Linked DNA regions of Mus musculus: region 2 is linked to region 1. The links are chromatin contacts, called in public HiChIP or PLAC-seq maps. All regions are on one chromosome and are shown on one strand. Each heading gives the region's core, a stretch centred on a gene start, on an enhancer-like site or on the middle of the called end of the contact. The rest is flanking DNA. Distances are from core to core; before and after follow the strand shown. Region 1 holds the start of Rad51ap1 (RAD51 associated protein 1). Region 2 holds the start of Klrb1b (killer cell lectin-like receptor subfamily B member 1B).

Region 1 (5,793 bases), core at 1,781-4,280:
GCACTGTTCTTTCAGAGGACCTGAATCCGGTTCCCAGCACCCATGCCAGGCAGCCCACAATCCCCTGTAACTCCAGCTCCAGGAGGATTAAAAACCTTCAGGCTTCCTCAGACATTGCACATACCCAAACAGACACTGACACCTAAGACCAAAACCAAACAAAAAAACTTTAAAAATCCCTCTACAATACCAAATAATGCTTTCTTAATGGAATGTACACTTTACAATAATAGTCTGTCCCTACATCTTTGTAGGAACTAAGTGGGCAGAAGAAAAGGATGCTCAGTGTACAAAGGTTACTCTCCTTCCTCTGGGAGAGCAACGTAAAGCTGTCCCTCCTTCCCTTCTGTCATCTATTATGTGCCCCCAAGCTTACAAGCCCTTTCTTTCAAGCAAAAATGGGAGTTCTGTGAAAGAGGCTTGTCTACTGTCCAGATCATGGTCCAGACCTGTGTTTCCCTGAGAGAGCAGTTTAAATGGGAAGGTGTTCTTGTTACTCTCCAACTCGCCAGAGTTTAAGAATTTGACAGCTACATAAAATATGAAAGCATCTTAAGAAGTTGTGGGATTGAAAAATTAGTAAACAAAGCCAAAAGCCTACTAAAAAGACAAGTATATCTCAGGTTGAGTTGTAACAGACATGGACTCTTATCGATTCATTAAACACAAATTACATATTGTATTTTAGAGGCTCACTAGGGTGAGATACGCAGGAAACCATTACTTTTAAAAAGAACTTTAAAAACTTGGGTATGTGCACACAAGTACAGTATCTGCAAAGGCTAGGGGAGGAAACTGGGGGCCCCCTGGAGCTGGAAGGAGCTGCAAGAGCTATAAACTGTCTGACGTGGTTAGGAATGGAACTTGAGTCTTCTGGAAGAACACCAGGCACTCTTTTAACTATTGAGCCAGCCCACAAGGGCTTCTGTTTTTAACAAATATTTGAGTATGCGGCAATAGAAACTGCAAGGACTACAACCACCACAGCCTCAGTTTGTGCCAATCCCCATTCAGTGTAAATGACAGAAGAGTGAAGACAACAACTGGTTTGGCTTTACTGTAACACAAGTAATGAGCTAGTGAGATGCAGTGGCCAAAGTCACCCGCTGTGCAACCCTGACAACCTCCTGTGACTCCTAGGATCCATGAAAGGTGGAAAGAAGAGAAAGGACCCCACAGTTATCTGCTGAATCAAGACAATGTATGTCTACCACCATTCTCACCCCTTTTATTCACACAATAATTTACAAAACAACCCCCCCCCACCACACAAAATAACAACAAAAACCAGACCACAGTCATGATCTCATGGGGCTTCTGAGGATTCAGGGGACTGTGGATAACACTGTGACTACTACTATCCCAAATAACAGCAGTATGTCTTCAATATCTGCATGCCTGTCCCCTTCCAATTTCACCATGGAAGCAAGAGAAATCTAGTCCTGTCTTCTAAACCTCATTATCTCAAAGGGGCCCATCTCAGTCAATACAGAGACGTAGCTCAGTCCATAGAGACAGTCAACCTTGATTCTTTGTTTTCTCTCCTCTATAACCACTTGTCAGAAGTACCTAAACTTGAGCTGGAGAGATGGCTCAGTGGTTAAGAGCACTGACCACTCTTCTAAAGGTCCTGAGTTCAATTCCCAGCAACCACATGGTGGCTCACAACCATCTGATGCCCCCTTCTGGTGTATCTGGGAACAGCTACAGTGTACTCATATAAATAAATCTTAAAACAAAACAAAAAAAACCCTAAACTTACTTGCTCCATCTCCACACCACACACACACACACACACACAGTGCCAAAGTCACACACAACTGATAGCATCTCAATTCCCCCCTCCCCCCTGCTTTCGCTCTGGCCACTCCAGTCCCCCTCAGAGCCAACCAACAGCCGGTGGCCTTTATAAAAGTGAAATGAGAATATCTCAGGCCCTCCACCACTGAAACTACAGATTTCCCATTTGTCTCAAATAAAATTCAAACTCCTAAGACCTACAAGCTGCTTTAGATAGATTTAGATAGATTACAACTGCTTTGTAATCTATCTGACTCAGTCCTCAATCCATCCACATGCTTGTTCATCCCACACCTTCAATCTGCTTCTCAAACATGGTGAACCTTGGGCTTTGGCTCCTATTTCATGTGAATGCCCCTTACATTTTACCTAGGTAACGCGTTCATATGATTTAAAGTAAGGCTTTTCTCCTTCCTCCTATGTTACATTGTGGTGTTTATTTTGTTACTCCCCCTTATCTCTCCCCACCCCTCTTCCAATAGAGTGTAGCCTCCAGCTCTTAGTACAATACAGGCCTAGGAGAATTCACTAAGTTTATTGTTGTTTGGTTTTGCAGGACTGGGGTTTGAAGCTGGGGGCCTCTCATCTGCTAGGCAATCACTGGACCACTGGGCCATAGTCTCAGCTATATTCAGTCATTCTACTAAATGGATGGCCAGCCTGGCATCCCGGTTGTGATCACAGAGAGATTCCAACAGTCTAAAGGAAAGCAGATAGGAACTGGGGGTCATGTGACAGGGCACCACGGCTTGAGCTGGAAGTTAAATGGGCCTCTCTGCCTAGGGATTTGAGGGAATAGGCACACCTGCTTTTTCTGTATCGCTCAACGTATGACAGCCACTTAACGCGGTCGCTCGCTGTCGCGTTAAGCGCGACTCAAATGCTAGCCTACCAGGTCCCTCTGGAGTGGGGTGACTCAGGGGCGACAGCTGCAGAAGGAGGCCGAGGGGCGGCAAGCGAGATGCCAGGCGGGCTCCTCTGAGCAGCGGGTGGCTCTCACCGGAGACTGGCGACGAGCACCCACCCAATCGCGCTGCCCTCTGTCGGATCTCGTCCTCTCCCGCAACCATGCATGACAGTGGCCCCCATCGTCCCCGTCCTTCCTCTCTGCCCCGCGGGACGTCACCAACCACTCACCTGATAGGACGCACCATGGTGCCCTGCCTAGAGCAGCAGTGCTCTGGAGCTGGGGAGCAGCTGTGGCGGTTTCAATTCCCGCCGAAAACCAGACGTCGCGCTCCACGCCCCGCTGCGCCAGCCCGCCAATCACCGCTCGCCTGCCTGAGGCGGCGCCTGCGTGCTGAAGAGAGGGCGCCTGCGCACACACACCGTGGCCCGGGCACGCCATCCTGGATCCTGTCTGCTCAGACTTAGCTTTTGTTTTGATACTGCACTTTCGTCACAATTGCGATTTGGTACCGAGTCTAAAATACAATATAAAAATAGCGACACGCCTCCAATATTTAGAATGACTAACTTAAAAATAACTGGAACAAAGGGGGTCTTGGATAGGCGTTTTCCTTGGCGCTTGAGGAAAGAGAAACATGAGTTCCGAATCTGCCAAAGTGGATCTATTGGAGGTTAAAAAAAAAAAAGCAAGAAGTCAGCTGACTTATTTGGGCAGTTCTGCGTTGACAGCTCCAAGTGTGCTTTGGTGTCTGATGAGAGAGGTGAGTTCGAGCCCACAGCGAAGAAGCCCCTTCAGTGTGGAGGACCCAATGACGGTATCTGGTACAGACTTAAAGAACAGAAGGAGTCTTCTAAGGGCCATCTAAAGTGCTGGAGTGCAGCTTGCCATTGCCAGTTCAGTGTTTGTGGTCAACTAGGCTTGTCGTTTTGCATGTTGCTCTGACAGGGTGTAGGCACACCCAGAGAATTCGGAGACGTAAACTGGATTACGATGAATTGTATCCTGAGAGCAACAGACCACAGGAACAAAGAGTAACATGAAAACGTGTGTTTTTATTGGTTTTGTTCTGTTTCATGTTACAATGTATTCTAATTACTGTCTCACCTTATGTCGCACCTGTCCCTACTAACTTGCCCATCCCTCTAATCTCTGCATTTCCACCAGTCCCCTTTCTAGATTCATGTCGTTGGGTTTTTTTTGTTTTGGTTTGGTTTTGTTTGTTTTTGTGACCCTATATCTTAATTAGACCAGACTATTGAATTGCGACTACTCATTGGAGCCTGGTGGGGGCACCCGTGGGCACACAACTGAAAAATAACTTCCCTTTTCCTGAATCTGCCCATAGAAAACAGTTCCTTAATGACACATGGGTCATTCTGAGTCGTCTTCTCTCTTCCCTCTGCTGCTGCTGAGGCTAATCTTATGCAGACCTCTGACACTGCAGTGAGTTTACTGCTGTAATGGCAGCGTCTTGTCAGAAGGTGGCATTTTGTCTTCCTCTCTATGATCTGGTTCCTCTATTTTTCCACTTCCTATTCTGCAGTGTTCCTTGAACCTTCACAGAGGTGGTATAAATGCCTTGTTTAGGGCCGAGTCCCCATCCATCACATGTTCTCACCTTGTGGCACCTGGAGTCTGTACATTCATTATAGTTCACTGGAAAGAGACAATTCTCTGATTAAGTCTGGGAGTAGCACTTGTCGTGGGTATAGACATGGTGGTTTGACAGTGTCCATTTAACTGAACAACAGTATTTATGTTCCCCCCCAGGGCCCATCATCTTCCCTGCTATGGGTTTCCAACAGGAATCATAGTGCCAGGCAGGGGTATGCTCCTATAGAGCTGACCTCAAATCCAGTCAGAGCAAATTGGATACCCTCATAATGGTACCCTAGTGCCCAGATGAGCATGTCTTGCCTGGCAGGTTAGTAGAGTTCATAGAGTCCACAGCTGGGTTGGACCAGTAATGAAATTTCTCTTATAGCAGCCTCCTTAGTATCTTCAAGGACCATAAAAGATAGCCAGCAAAGAGGAAGCTTCCAGCAGAGTTCCAGCTTGGCTTTTTTATATCATCAATTGAGCTGTGCAGTGTCTTTAACAACAGAGTTTATCATCTAGTTTTTATGGACGACCAAGAACAATGACAACAATCTCTACTGTCCTGGGAGTTCATATATATATATATATATATATATATATATATATATATATATATAAATGCATACATATATATGTACATATATGTGTGTATACATAGACTGATGGCTAGCTCTTTAAGGGACCTCGACTCCTACTGTCTTTACTGCATTTTCTTTTCTCTGAGTAGTGTTCAGTGTGCCTTGGGCAGCATCCTGTGTGGTCTGTTCTGTGCCCGTGCTTCCTACTTGGAGATCTTTCTTGTGTTCCCATATCCTTTTTCTGATACATCTCCTGACCTTCAACATCAAACATCTTCAAGCTACCACTGGGTCTCCGTTGTGTTTGGCCACTTGTATGAGTTCCGTAAGCTAGCTGTACACTTACAGACCCCCAACCCGTCCCTCCTCCAGCATTTCCTCTTGCCCCCCCCCCACTCTGTACCTTCCCTTGTATTAACTACTTGTTATTCTTCCCTAGGAGTAAAAGTACTTCTTGAGCATATTGTTTGCTCTGAAATTAACTTTAAAATAACTTTTCATTTTAAAAAAAAAGGAAGAAGCAGCATTTGGTTTTTGTCACGAAGATGAATGTGCAGGAATAAGCAGGAAACACTATAATAGACTGGTTGTGGTGGTGCACACCTTTAATATCAGCACTTAGGGTGGGGTGTGCTGAGACAGGAGAATCAAATGTCTGACATCATCCTAGGATACGTAGTCCTAAGTCACCCCAAGATGCACAGTGAGACATCCTCTCTAATAAAATGGAAGGAAAATGAAGACTGGAGTCGTTGGTTCAGCATCGCATGGGGGCGGGGTGGGGTGGGGTACAGTCTCTGAGGGATGGGCTGTGTTTTAGAGGTGTCCTGTGGCCGTTTGACTCATGGTTCTTTGGCTCATCCTACAGAAACCCTGCTGAAGAATATGAAGAAAAACCGAGAAAGG
Region 2 (5,793 bases), core at 984-3,483, 1.9 Mb after region 1:
CAGAGCATTATTTATCTTATAGTAATTAGTTATCTCTGAATGAATGAACAAACTCCAGGGGCGTTCGTACCTATTTTACCCATTGTACTATCAAAACAGACCTTTGGTCATTTAACCACAAAGAAACTAGGTCACTGCCCCCGTCCCCCTTTCCGGTCCTTTTTGCTGGCAGATCTAATCGTGGTGCTTCGAGCTTACCACAGTTTGAGTCCTTTAGCTAACAGGTCTTGGCGGTTTCACAGTTACTATGCCAGTGCGTCAGCATTTTCTCTTCAAATATTATGCTCAAACATTATTTTTATTCTAGTTATTTGTTTCTTTTCTTCAGGTTTATTTCCAGATTAGTAACCTTTAGGATAATGATTACTTCTTTTTATCTGTTTTAAAGACTTCCTAGACACTTTTTATGAATTTGGTTGTGAGCCTAGCCTTTACCGCTGAAACATCTCGACAGCCCTCTAGTTTTCTTGATTTGGGATCATAGACAGTAGGATTTGAGGAAAGCATTATTATTTTTCTCTATATTAGTCTTCTTTTTTTATTAGGTATTTTCTTATTTTACATTTCAAATGCTATCCCAAAAGTCCCCCATACCCACCCACCCCCACTTCCCTACCCACCCACTCCCACTTCTTGGCCCTGGTGTTCCCCTGTACTGGGGCATATAAAGTTTACATGACCAATGGGCCTCTCTTTCTAGTGATGGCCGACTAGGCCATCTTCTGATACATATGCAGCTAGAGACATGAGCTCTGGGGGGACTGGTTAGTTCATATTGTTGTTCCACCTATAGGATTGCAGACCCCTTTAGCTCCTTGGGTACTTTCTCTAGCTCCTACATTGGGGGCCCTGTGTTCCATGCAATAGCTGACTGTGAGCATCCACTTCTGTGTTTGCCAGGCACCAGCATAGCCTCCTAAGAGACAGCTATATCAGGGTCTTTTCAGCAGAATCTTGCTGGTTTTCTTATACCATTTTCAACAAGGTCTTTTCTCCACTTTTGTTAGGCATGATGGGAAAACAAAGACTTGCTTTTTCCCAACACAAAATAGCTGACACCATCACTCCCCGTGGAGTTATCTACCAGGCCCTCTTCCACTCTCCACTGACCCTTACGTAAACATTATAATGAAATTTATTTGGTGACTCTGAGACTTTCTCCTTGACTCAAACCTTTGACAATTTAATAGTTTCTAACAAGAACCACTAAAGTTGGAAGTCCACATGTTACAACACATAGAGAACATCATATTGGAAAACAACTGCCCTGTGTTCAGTTAGACAGCAGACTAGAATTTTGTTTTCATGATTATTTTATACACTCTCTACCTGAGTTTCTGTTCTCTTACATCTCAGCCATCCTTATGTCACATACTTCACCTCTTGGTAGACTTCCACATTTCTTTTGCTAGAATCATTAAATCCTCTGGTGGACAAGAGTGCTACTTTTGGCCAGCATTGAAAGATTAATTCCCAACTGGCTCAGGTAACTTGTGGTTCCTCCACTTATAGCTGTTATACTTTGCAAGAGAGAAAGAACCAGCTTTTTAACAAATTGAATAAATTTTAATATATAAAAATTACTGGCTTTTAATTTAATTCAGACCTTTCATTTTTACTATGACTTTCCCCACAACGAATGTCTTCCTTTTCAGGCGACAAAGACATTAACAATGACGTCTACACACTTCACTGTGAAGGGAGAGCTGGGGTTGCCACCAAGGTAGAACGGGATCGTAGTGTCCATGTTCTGTAGACGAATTTGGAATTAGCAATGGAATGCAGCAAGTATCTCTTAAACCACCCCTTGGCTCATGGGAGTAAAATATTCTTTCTTAGAATTCTTAGCAAAGGCAGAATAGGAGAAGTAATGTTCGGATTTCCTTCTGACTACACGAGTAAAAATGGACTCTATGGCATTTGTAGAACTGTGGTTTTCTGCAGGCAGGATAGCTATACTATTTAACTCTAACATATACCTGCTTGTCACCTTTAAATCAATGACTTACACCCATAAGTTTTGGAGGATAATCTTAACTCTGGAAGATAATTCAAATGCCAGAAGCAAGCTGCTTACCTGGGGAAAGAGATGGAGGTGAATCATGCTTAGGTTCTTGGATCCTGGCTAGGTTTAAATCTGCATAGACCAGTGTTGTTGAATCCATTGTAGATGGAGGGACTTGACACCGGCCTCGTGAACAGGGACAAACTTTGAGTCCTGTGAGGTGAAATGAGCCAAAAAGGAAGTCCGCTGGGTATGCTGTGCTGTGTGTGTCCACACCCGCCCACACTGGTGGCTGAGGGTTTCTCCATAGCTATTGACCTGGTGTCTGTCCTACTCTCAGGCTTCCTTTTCTTTTTTTCTTTAGACAAGAATGTGCCACATACAGAACGTACGGTTTGGTTTCTAACAAATTTCTGGAAAGGTCTTTCTTATGTTCTTATTCCTCTAACCATCCGTTATGAGTTATCCTCTCAGATCTCCAATGAGTGAAATATTTATCCTGAGTTCAAATTTACCTTTCCCTCAGCCCCCAGGGATTAAGATGTGTGACATTTTATTCTATGTTATGAAAATGTGGATTAGGACACAAATGTCCACGGTACTATCTGACGTGAGTTGAAGCTCTAACATCCTCCTGAAATTTGCATACTGTGAAGGGAGCTGTGGATTGTGGAGATGCTGCTGTGGTGAGAACCCATGGCAACACAACAGGAAAAGCAGCAGGTCCCACTCAGTGCTGTTCTGAGCTAAGGGCTCCATCATTCAGAGCTCAGGGAGTGGAGGACTTGGGTCTATGGGATGTGCTAACTCATCGAAGGATTTGTAGGCCTAGAGCCTTAGAGCAAGGACCACAAATGCCCCCATGTCGGGTATTGTCATATCACAAGTGAAAAAGAAGAAGAAAATCAAGGATTTCCTTAAAGCCACTTTCTGTGGTCAGAGTGGAGTTGAACAAGTATCGGGTACTGGCAGCAGTCTGCTGGCTGTGAGTTCTAGGAGACAGGGGATGTGTACAGACAACTTGGGGCTCACACTCATTTTTCCATGACCATAATGACTATGAAGTATGGGTAAGCCTGTGTTAGTATCTCACAGATCACTTAAGACACTGTGAAATGTCCTCAGCTGTCACTGATGACAGTCCCCTCACTCAATACTCATGCTATTGAAACCTAAGACTTCAACAAGTGTATGGGATTCTCCAGACTTGTCCATCCTGAGAGATCCTATGTATTTATTTTGCTCAGATTACTAAACCTAGCAGGCAACAGTACTAATTTCAACCAGTGCTGAAATGTTAGTGTATATATAAATTTCAAATACATCAGGACCTCAGGCTTTAGTATATATAAGAATCACCTGAAAGTTTGTTAATAATTCACTTCCTATACTTAACCCTCCTCTCTTCCCTAGATATCACGAGTATCTTCAGTGGGAAATGTGTGAATAACATTCCAAATATTTGAGGTGGCTCATGGATTATGCTTAAGCAAACAGCCTTCGGGTCAGTGAATAAGAGGATAGATTAGAAAGATCAATAGAGTACAGAGAAGTCTGAAGCTGAGATTAGATGAAAAATAAATCTTTGAGGATTGACGTTTAAGGTGGTTTTTAGGTTTACTTTATTATTGTATGTGTATTGGTGTTCTGTGGGTGTGAGCTGCCATGTTGCCATGTAAGGTGGGAATTGTCCCTCTGGAAGGACAGCTGGTGCTCTTGACTACTGAGCCATCTCTGCAAGCCCAACATTGAAATGTTGCATGTTCTGAAGCCTGACCATGATGGATCTACAGTGGCCTTACTAAAATCAAGAGATGTGAGGGGAGATACTTTCATCAGCAAGTGCTTCCAAAAGCCTCTAAGCCACAAATCGTAAAGAAACTAAAAATAACAACCAGTGACGATTGTTATTGCCCATGCAGCTGATAGACCACTTTTCCTGTGACAGAGTGGCAGGGGCAATACCAAGTACTGAAAGTAGTTTTTTTTACAACAGAAGTTTTGTTATGTGGCCATCATTGAACAGATAAAAATAAAACCCTCCTGAGAATACATGTCAGGAGAATCTGACTGACCAAAGTCATCCGATCACCTAATTGCCCAAATGATAGTTCCACCGCAAAATATGTCAGATGTCAGGACTATAATGATCTTGTTGCTATAAAATATAAGGAGTGTGGGCAGGTGTGTGTAGTTGTGTGCAGAAGAATACAATGTGATATTATGCATATACAACGTGTTATGAAATCTAAAGGGCTTAAGGCGTGAACGATTGTATGTGATCCTGGGTTTTATTTATTTTTATTTGTCCATGTCCGTGTATGTGTTTATGCCTGGGTGTGAACACGGTGTATGTCTGTGTGGTGTATGTGCATGTGTTTGGGAATGTACACACCTATGTGCATGCCCAGAGGCCAGAGAAGAATTTTGGATACTCTTTCTTTCTTGTTCCTTTGATGCATGGTTTCATTTGGAGCTTGTAATGACTTTGTGTTTGCAGCTAGTCTGAAAACCAACAGCCTCTAGCGGTCCTTCTTTCTCTTTCCCTCTGGATGCTGGGGTTATAGGTGTTCCTGAGACCACATCTGGCGTGTTACATCATTCTTATCTGCTGAGATATCTTTCCAAACCGTGATACGGAGTTTTAGAGAGGCTATAGTCAAAGACATATTGAAAATCTCAAGGATTAAGAAAGACAACTTTCCTATGGTAGCCTGCTTTGATATTGAACTCTTTTGCTTTAATAGTGGACGTTAGGATGTGTAGGAAGCATAGAGCAAAATATAAGCATTATTCTAGTGTGAAGGAAAAAAAAAGAGTGTTGTATGTCAGCCCGCGGCTTACAAGGACCGGCTACACCTGGGAGGCAGGCTGGGGCTGAAAAGAGAGAAACTAGACGGTCGAGAGAGAAAATGGAGCCAAGACAAAGGTACTGATCAAGGCCCGAGATTTTACTCAGAAACTGTGCTTATAATGGGAGGGGAGCCCCCCCCCCCCCCCCCCCCCCCCCCCCCCCCCCCGCCAGTCCACTCTTGGTGCCTGGAGCCATTCCTCGTCAGAACTCGAGGAAGAAGCCAGGCTTCTTGATGTATTGTTGCCAAGTTGTTAGCACTAGTCTGCCAGTTCCACAGGTAGTCAGCTATCTCAGGAACATCTCGGGAAGACAGGTTCAGCCTCTCAGCAGGTAGCAGAAGAGCAGGGCAATTGTCACTTCAAAGAGGAGCCAGTCAGAAGAAGCCAGCCAAGTCGGAAAGCTGCACTGCAGGTGGCCCCACCTCAGTGGTGGCCTGGTCTATACCATCCCGCTTCAGGCTGGGGGAGCCTACAAAAGAGGCTGTACAAACAACAGCGACAAAGGAGGGGCTGGAGAGATGGCTCAGTGCTTAAGAGTTCAGGCTGCCCTTCCAGAGGACACAGGTTTGATTCACACCATCTACTTGGCAGCTCCAAAACTGTCTGTAACTCTCGTCCCAAGGGTCCTGATACCTCTTCTAGGTTCTATGGCCACCAAGTGCTCACACCATGCACAGATACACATGCAGGCAAAATACCCATACACATGAAATAAAATGAAAATAATGTAGCAAATTAAAAAAAAAAAACCAGACAAGGTGACTGATATTTCAAAAGTTAAAATCAAAGAAAACTTTACACAGATACAAAGAAACAAACAAACAAACAAACAAACAAAACAAAAGCAGGGACAGATGACCCAGTTAGAGTAAGGAAGGAATACTTTATAAGTTAAGGCACCATGAACGTCTGAGCAGCTTCAGGAAGAGTTTTTT

The links. HiChIP or PLAC-seq counts read pairs in DNA pulled down with a chosen protein or histone mark.
Region 2: a contact with region 1 is called in a FOXA1 HiChIP or PLAC-seq map of pancreatic cancer cells. The contact joins the promoter of Klrb1b here to the promoter of Rad51ap1 in region 1. A contact is called at or near these places in 1 of 484 Hi-C or Micro-C datasets (uterus) and 1 of 115 datasets of contacts at active chromatin or transcription factors (pancreatic cancer cells).

Annotation. Positions count from the first base shown.
Region 1 is chr6:126,936,557-126,942,349 of GRCm38.p6, forward strand. It overlaps Rad51ap1 (RAD51 associated protein 1), which reads right to left and starts at 3,031. Exons shown (of 9, transcript NM_009013.4): 1 at 2,938-3,031. The coding sequence starts at 2,954. D6Wsu163e (DNA segment, Chr 6, Wayne State University 163, expressed) reads left to right here and starts at 3,410. Exons shown (of 14, transcript NM_138594.3): 1 at 3,410-3,470; 2 at 5,756-5,793. The coding sequence starts at 5,773.
Region 2 is chr6:128,824,082-128,829,874 of GRCm38.p6, forward strand. It overlaps Klrb1b (killer cell lectin-like receptor subfamily B member 1B), which reads right to left and starts at 2,234. Exons shown (of 6, transcript NM_030599.4): 1 at 2,078-2,234. The coding sequence starts at 2,165.